Linked DNA regions of Athene noctua: region 2 is linked to region 1. The links are chromatin contacts, called in public Hi-C maps. All regions are on one chromosome and are shown on one strand. The core of a region is the stretch at or near the end of the contact, and the rest is flanking DNA. Distances in the headings are between cores, read along the strand shown. Region 1 holds the start of BABAM2 (BRISC and BRCA1 A complex member 2). Region 2 holds the start of FOSL2 (FOS like 2, AP-1 transcription factor subunit).

Evidence for each region. Hi-C and Micro-C count contacts between places; a contact is called where the count stands out from the background.
Region 2: a contact with region 1 is called in a Hi-C map of heart, with 5 times the contacts expected there. The contact joins the promoter of FOSL2 here to the promoter of BABAM2 in region 1. A contact is called at or near these places in 2 of 2 Hi-C or Micro-C datasets (heart and liver).

The regions. Positions count from the first base shown.
Region 1 is chr1:97,559,935-97,563,337 of bAthNoc1.hap1.1, forward strand. BABAM2 (BRISC and BRCA1 A complex member 2) reads left to right here and starts at 1,563. Exons shown (of 12, transcript XM_074897058.1): 1 at 1,563-1,661. It overlaps RBKS (ribokinase), which reads right to left and starts at 1,453. Exons shown (of 8, transcript XM_074897060.1): 1 at 1,095-1,453. The coding sequence starts at 1,144.
Region 2 is chr1:97,764,189-97,767,614 of bAthNoc1.hap1.1, forward strand. It overlaps FOSL2 (FOS like 2, AP-1 transcription factor subunit), which reads left to right and starts at 2,017. Exons shown (of 4, transcript XM_074897061.1): 1 at 2,017-2,526. The coding sequence starts at 2,428.

The DNA.
Region 1 (3,403 bases), core at 313-2,812:
TTGCCAACTCTTGCAATTTTGCCTGAATTCTTCAGATATTTAGTATTTGCTATAAAACCCAGGCTGCTGGAACCAAGAGCTTTCATGAACTTCTGTATTTTAATTTTTGAAACAAGTTCCCAAACTTTACCTATGTATTAAAAAAAAAAAATGAGACCCAAGTAACTAATTCTAAAAGCAAAATGCCCAGAAAATTTAAAAAAAGGAATGAAGCCATTCCTTTAAAAAAAGATTTCATAATTTAAAAACCAGCTTTGGGATGCAGAGGTGCTAAATTTTTAAGGGCTTCCTATTTCCACTTTGCGATGTTTGGATATGAATTGCTTAGGAGGTCTTCTCTCTCTCTTTTCTTTCAAAGTGTCACAGAAAATGCTGTTTGCAAGTAATCAACTTACAACCTACTTTTTCACGGAGCTAACTTCAGTTTATTTGCAATATTAAGCTTTCTTTCTCGCTTTTCAAGTGGAGACAAGTGCTTTGAACTGAAAACGTGTTACAGTTGACCAGCTTTATTCACCATCATAAAATCGTTTCAAACTCCTCTGCTGATAAAGAGTATCAAAGTTCACGATTTCCCACGCGGGTTACTATGAAACGCTGCTTTTCTGGCAAGGCTAACGCCGAGCCACCTAGCACAGCTGAAAACACAAACCCAAGTCTCTCTTCTCCCTTAAGTTACAGACAGCTGATCAAAGCTCCAGCAGACAACACGTTCAAACTTCTCCCAGTTCCCACAGTCTTCTTTCAAAGTATTATTTGCAGGGCTGACATCACCCGGGCCCAGCCGCCCCCACCGGCGGCTCTGCTCCTTCCCCCTGCCCCCGCCGCAGCCAACTCCCCGCCTCGGCTCCCTCTGCCCAGGGCCGAGAGCTCCGCGCCGCCTCACCTGGCGCCGACCCCACTTCTCCTGTCCCGGCCTGGAGGGAGACGTGACACCCGCTCTCCCGAGCCCAGGGCAAGAGGGCTGGGGAGGCGCCGGGAGCCGCTGCTCTGCCCCGGGCACCGTGACCTCGGGGCCCCTCCGTCCTGTGAGGGCAGAAAACCGGCGCCGCGCCGGGGCCTGTCGGCCTGCGGGAGCCCCACCGGGTACTAACCTGACCAGGTCGGTCATACAGGATCCCACAACCACCACCTCAGCGGCCATGGCACCAGGGGACGGGGCAGGCCCAGGCCCCGCAGCCCGGCCAAGGTGCCGCCTGGACCCTGGACCCGACCTTCGCGCCAGGCCAGGCCGGGCCGGGCCCCGCCGCCGCCGCACCGGCTTCGCCCGTTGCCACGGGCGACGGGCGGGGGAGGTGGCGGCGGCCGGCCCGAAGGGGCCTTCGGCCGGGAGGGGTGCCCCCGGCGAACGCCTGCTGGCAGGCCGCCCCCTCCCCTCCTCGCCCTCGCCTTCTCCCCCGCCTCGCCCCGCTCCGGCCGCCCCGCGACCGCAGCCCCACGCCTGCACGGCGAGACCGCCCGCCCAGGCACTGCGGCGGCCGCCAATAGCGAGGCCGGGGAAGACCCCTCCGGCCCGGGGAGCTGCGGCGGCGGCCGCGGGGGGCGGAGGCGCGCACGCCGCGCGGCGGGGCGGGAGCGGGGGCGCGCACGCTGGGCGCGGGTGGACGGGACGGGCGCGTGTCCGCGGCCGTTGCTAAGCGGCTGTGTTCCGGCCGCCGTAGGTATGGCGGGGCCCGGGGAGGGGCGGGCGGGAGCAGCGCCCCTGCCGGCCCCGGGGGAGCGGCGCGGCGGGCGGGCGGGCGAGCGAGCGAGCGAGCGAGCGAGGGGGTGGGCTGGCTGGCTTCTGCCCCGGCTCCCCCCCCCCCCCGGCCCCCGCTCCGCTAGCCCCGGGGCCCTTGGGGGTAGGGGGTCCGGTGCCGGAGGCTGCAGGCCCGGCTCGGGAGGAGCCGAGCAGGAGGCGGCGCGGGGGCCGCTGCGGCCCAGGGCGACGACTGGCCTAAGCACAGCCCGGCGGCCGCCTGGCCCGCTCCCGGGCGCCGCCGCCGTGGCGGGGCGGGGCGGCTGGCAGCTCCTCGGGTGGCGGGCCCGCCGCCTTCGCACAGGGCGGCCCCGGCTCGTCCCGCCGGCACGTGGCCCAGGGCGGCTCGCCGAGGCGGGGGGCGGCGAGTCGGCGGGCGGGGCCCGGCTGGGGAGGGAGCGGGGCGCGGCGGAGGTCAGCCCGCGTCCGGCCTCCCGCGCCAAGGCCGCGGAAGCCGGGGGTTTGCCCGGGGGTTTACCCGGGGCTCCGCAGATCCTCGCTGCCGAGCGCGTCCCGGGCGGGCGGGGATGTGTCCGGGCACGGCGGCAGGAGGTGGAGGTGGTCGTGGGTCCTCGCTTTGCCCCACACCCCGGCAGCTGGGGCTGCCACCCTCAAAGTGAAAACCACGAAGCCGGGGTTGCCGACGGCCAAGCCGCGAGGTTTGGACGGGGAAGGTTGCTTCGCACTTCGGGGCCTCCATCGCAATATTTGCCTTTGCCTTCTTACAGCTTCACTTAACCCCCGTAACGTTATTACCGGTGGTGGAGGAGCGGAGTATCTGGCCTCCAGACACTCTCTGGTGCCCGAAGCAGAGCCTGGGGTTTTATGGTTACTTTGAATATGTTATATTTGCCTGAAGTCGTAATGACAGACTGCTGGACCTAAACGGATTCAGCTATTAGTCTGTTTACTTCTTTCAAGTGTTTTGTTTCGGGAGGGAAACGGTCTAGTGAATTTTGTTAATTCCCTTGAGTTTGTGTTGTGTTTCCCAACTGTGGGAAAACTAAGGGGGGGTGGGGGGATATGTATATCACAACTGAAACTTATTAAAAGGGGTACTAATTGTGTTTGTAAAGACCTTTGTTTACGAAATAAATCTGTGAGTTTAATTGATAGTGACCCTTTAAGTATTGTGTATCTGGCTTGTTATGTAGAAGGTATTGTGGATCTTAAAAGAAATGGTGCAATAAAACCAGGAAAAATGCCTAGCAAGTCATTTACATCTTGTTTTGACAATACCTATGTATTTTATTAACAAAAACGTAAGGAATCTCATCCTGCGGTTCATTTTGGAAGGTGCATCTATTCAGCTCTGATAACCACATGTATTTCTTACATCTCACACTTCTACCCTCATAACACCTAGTCCCCTTAGAATGTGTCATCATCAGAACCAATTCTGAGATCTTTGTGTATGCCTTTAAGACTGCTAGAAGGATAGCTTGTTTTTCAGAATGTGTTTCATGGCTTAAGAAGTTCTTGCCTTCATCGGTCCAGCTGCCCCTCTACTTGAAATTACTCTTCCCTACAGTGGAGCTGGCAGACTGACATGTGCCTTGTTTTAGCCGCTCTCATGTGGAGTATCATTTTGGTTTTACACTCGTTTTTATTGGTCCAATCCAAGCCGTTGGATTTTGAGTTGAAATAGGTCAAGTATAGACTTGT
Region 2 (3,426 bases), core at 767-3,266, 200 kb after region 1:
GGAAAGCCCATTACTCTCAGCTGAGCTCCTGTGGGAAAATACTTTGTCCATGAGACAGCTTAAATGGGATTTTATAGCTTGAACTTAGATGACTTCTCCTTCCCTACGAGCGAAAAGGACACACTCAGGGCTGGGTGAATCCTCCAGGGAGGGTGAAAATGAGACATTCTGAGTCTGGCATCATGGCTATGGTCACAGCAGGTCACCCAGAAGTGCAGGTTCTTCGTGCAGATGGCTCTGCTCTATCTGCTTCTGCCACCTCTCCCAGCCCGTCCCAGCCACTGACATGCCAACACCGCGGCCACCTGCGGCCGGCTGTTACCGTCCCTGCCCGGCGAAGTTCTGCTGCAGGGAAGCCCCGGCCTGTCACCTGCCCTCCTGGGGACATACTCTGCTTTGGAGGCCTGGAGTGGCTCTGTAGCCAGATCTTAGGAGGACGGAGGAGTCCATCTAATAGAAGTAAGTATAAAAGTAAAAATTAAAAAATAAAGAAGAAAAATAAGAGTAAATATAAGAGTTAGAAATAGTAAAGATTTTAAAATAAAGGTAGATAACGAAAAGAAAAAAAGATAAATAATAAAGACTTTAAAAAAATTTAAAAATAAATAATTAAAAAGATAGAAAGAATAAAAATAAATAGAAATAAAAATAAAGATAATAAAAAGAATAAAATACTAAAATTAAAGTAGAAAAAGTAAAATAAAGTAAAATAGATGAAGTAAAATAAAAACTGATTAAGCAAAATAAAAATAAGCAAAAGAAATAAAAATAAGTAAAATAAGGTAAAAATAAGTAAAATAAATAAAATAAAAATAAGTAAAGTAAAATAAATAAAACTAAAATAAAAATAAGTAAAAGAAATAAAAATAAGTAAAATAAGGTAAAAATAAGTAAAATAAAATAAATAAAACTAAAATAAAAGTAAAAGAAATAAAAATAAGTAAAATAAGGTAAAAATAAGTAAAATAAAATAAATAAAACTAAAATAAAAATAAGTAAAATTTAAAAAAGTAAAATAAGGTAAAAATAAGTAAAATAAAACTAAAATTTAAAAAAGTAAAATAAATAAAAATAAAATACAGTAAAACAAATAAAAATAAAATATAGTAAAATAAATAAAGATAAAATATAAATTAAATAAAGCCAATAAAAATAACACTGCTATTAAAAGTAACCGAGTCTAACTCTCGCTTTACTGATGCCGTGACGAAACGGACCGGCGCTGGGGTGCTGCCGGCACCCACCCGCAGAGAGGCGGGCGGGGGGGGGGGGAGCCCCCGGACAGCCCCCGTGTATCAAATCTTCCGCTGACTTGCGCGCCCCGCGCCCCAAAACCCCACCGCTCCCCCCGCGCCAACTAAGCCGTGTGCCTTCCCCTTTAAATCCCGGCGGCGGAGCCAGGGAATCCCTCTCGCAGCGCGTCATCCGCGGCAAGGAAACCCGCGCTCGCGTCGTGCGACGCAAATGACCATTTTTGGCAACGTGCGACAACGGACGGGACCAAGTGGGGCGGGGGGAGGCGGGGCCTGACGGGAACCCGCCGCCGCGCCGCCCCCCGCCGCTCCGCCCGCCCCGCCCGGACCCGCGCTCTGCGCGGGTCCGGGCGGGGCGGGCGGAGCGGCGGGGGGCGGCGCGGCGGAGGCGGGCGCCATCCCCGTCTCCCCGTCCCGCCTCTCCCCCCCCCCTCCGCGGCGGCGGCAGGTGGGAGGCTCCGCTCTGGCAAAGGTGGGGCCGGTGCGCCGCGGGTTTGACGTGTGCGAGTGCACATGGTGCGGCGGCGGGCGGATAATAAGCGCGTGGGTCCGGGGCGATGCCATTGCTCTGAGTCACCGCGGGTACGCGCGGAGCTGCCGGTCGCGCTACCGGGGGAACCGCGGGGCGTTAAGAGGCGACCCGCTTGAGTCACCCCCCGCGCCGGGAAAAGGGGCGGTTGGTGGTGGGTGGAGGAGGAGGAGGAAGGAGGGAGGGGGGGGGGGGGGGGGGAGAGGCGGAGGAGAACCGCTCCGCCTGCAGCCCCCGGGGCCGCGGCCGCTCCGCCGGCGGGGCGAGTCTCGCCGGGCAGCGCGGAGAGAGGACATCGGCGCCACCGCTGTCCGCGACTGCCTGCGCGCACGGCGCCGCTCCCGAACAGCCCTCCCGGCCCGTCCCGTCGGCGCTTCGCTGCTGCCTCAGCCTCTCTTATTATTTTTTATTTTTTCCCCCCTTCTTTTTCCCCTGTTTTTCTCCTCCAAAGCCTTTTTTTTTTTTCCCTTCTTTTTTTTTTTTTTTTTTTTTCCCCTCCCCTCCGCTTTCCGCGGCGAGCGTTGTGAGGCGAAAGGCAGGAGCCGAAGAGGTCGGGAGGGAGAAGGGGGCGGGGAGACGGCGAGGGAGCGGCGGGTGTCGGTGCGGGAAGGCGGGGACGCGGCTCCCCCGGCCCGACCTCGGACCATGTACCAGGACTACCCCGGGAACTTCGACACCTCCTCCAGAGGCAGCAGCGGCTCCCCGGGACACCCCGAGACCTACTCCAGCGGCGCAGCCCAGCAGGTAGGGCCGGGCGCTGCCCCTCTCCCCCGGTCCCTCCGGGGGCCGCTGCCAGCGCTCCCGGCGCGGGAGTTCACCGCCACGCCCGGGGAGCGGCGCCGGCCGCGGGGGCGCAGGCGGTGCCGGGGCGCGGGCTGCCCGCAGCCGCCGTCCCGTCCCGTCGCCCCCGGCCCGGCGCCGCCGCTTCCCTCCCTGCCCTTCCCTCGCGGAGCCGGTGCCGCGACCCTTCCGGGCGGGACGCTGAGCGGAGCTCCCCTCCGGTCGGGGCCCGGCGTGCCCACTCGTGGCCGGGGGCGTCGCGGGAGGCAGCGGCCGGACCCCGAGCGGGGACGGGCGATGGGGCAGCTCCCGCCCGCCTGCCTGCCCGCCCGCCTCCGCCGCCCCGGCCGCGGGTAGAGCGGGGGTCGGTGGGGGGACCCTGCCTTGGTGCCCGGGGCGAGCTCGGAAACCGGAGCGTTCCCCCGGGCAGCTCCCCTGCCCGGCCGGTAACGCAAATCCCCAGGCGCGTCCGACTCTTCCTTTTTCCTGCTTTTGTTCGGACCGGGAGCTCCTCGGTCCCTCCGCTCGCCGCCCCTTCCCGGGCGCTGCCCCGGGCTCGCTCGCAACAGTTGGGGCGCCTTCCCCGGGACTTTGGGAGGTGCCGCCTGAGTGACTTTCCAGGCGCGATTACAGCCACCTTAAACCACGCAGGGGGTGGCTTGGAGTGGCCTCTAGCTCTTCTAACAGTCTCGAGTGGTCTCCCCGCTTCTCCCCCCTCGCCCCCAAAGTTTGGCTCGGCGGCGCTGACGCTATTTCTGTCTTTCCCACCGGTGGGACCCGAAGGCCGGCGGCGTGCGGCCCTGCCCTGCCCTGCCCGGACGCTGCTTCGCTTCACCGGGAGCCGCTCTCCGGCTGGTGGTGGCT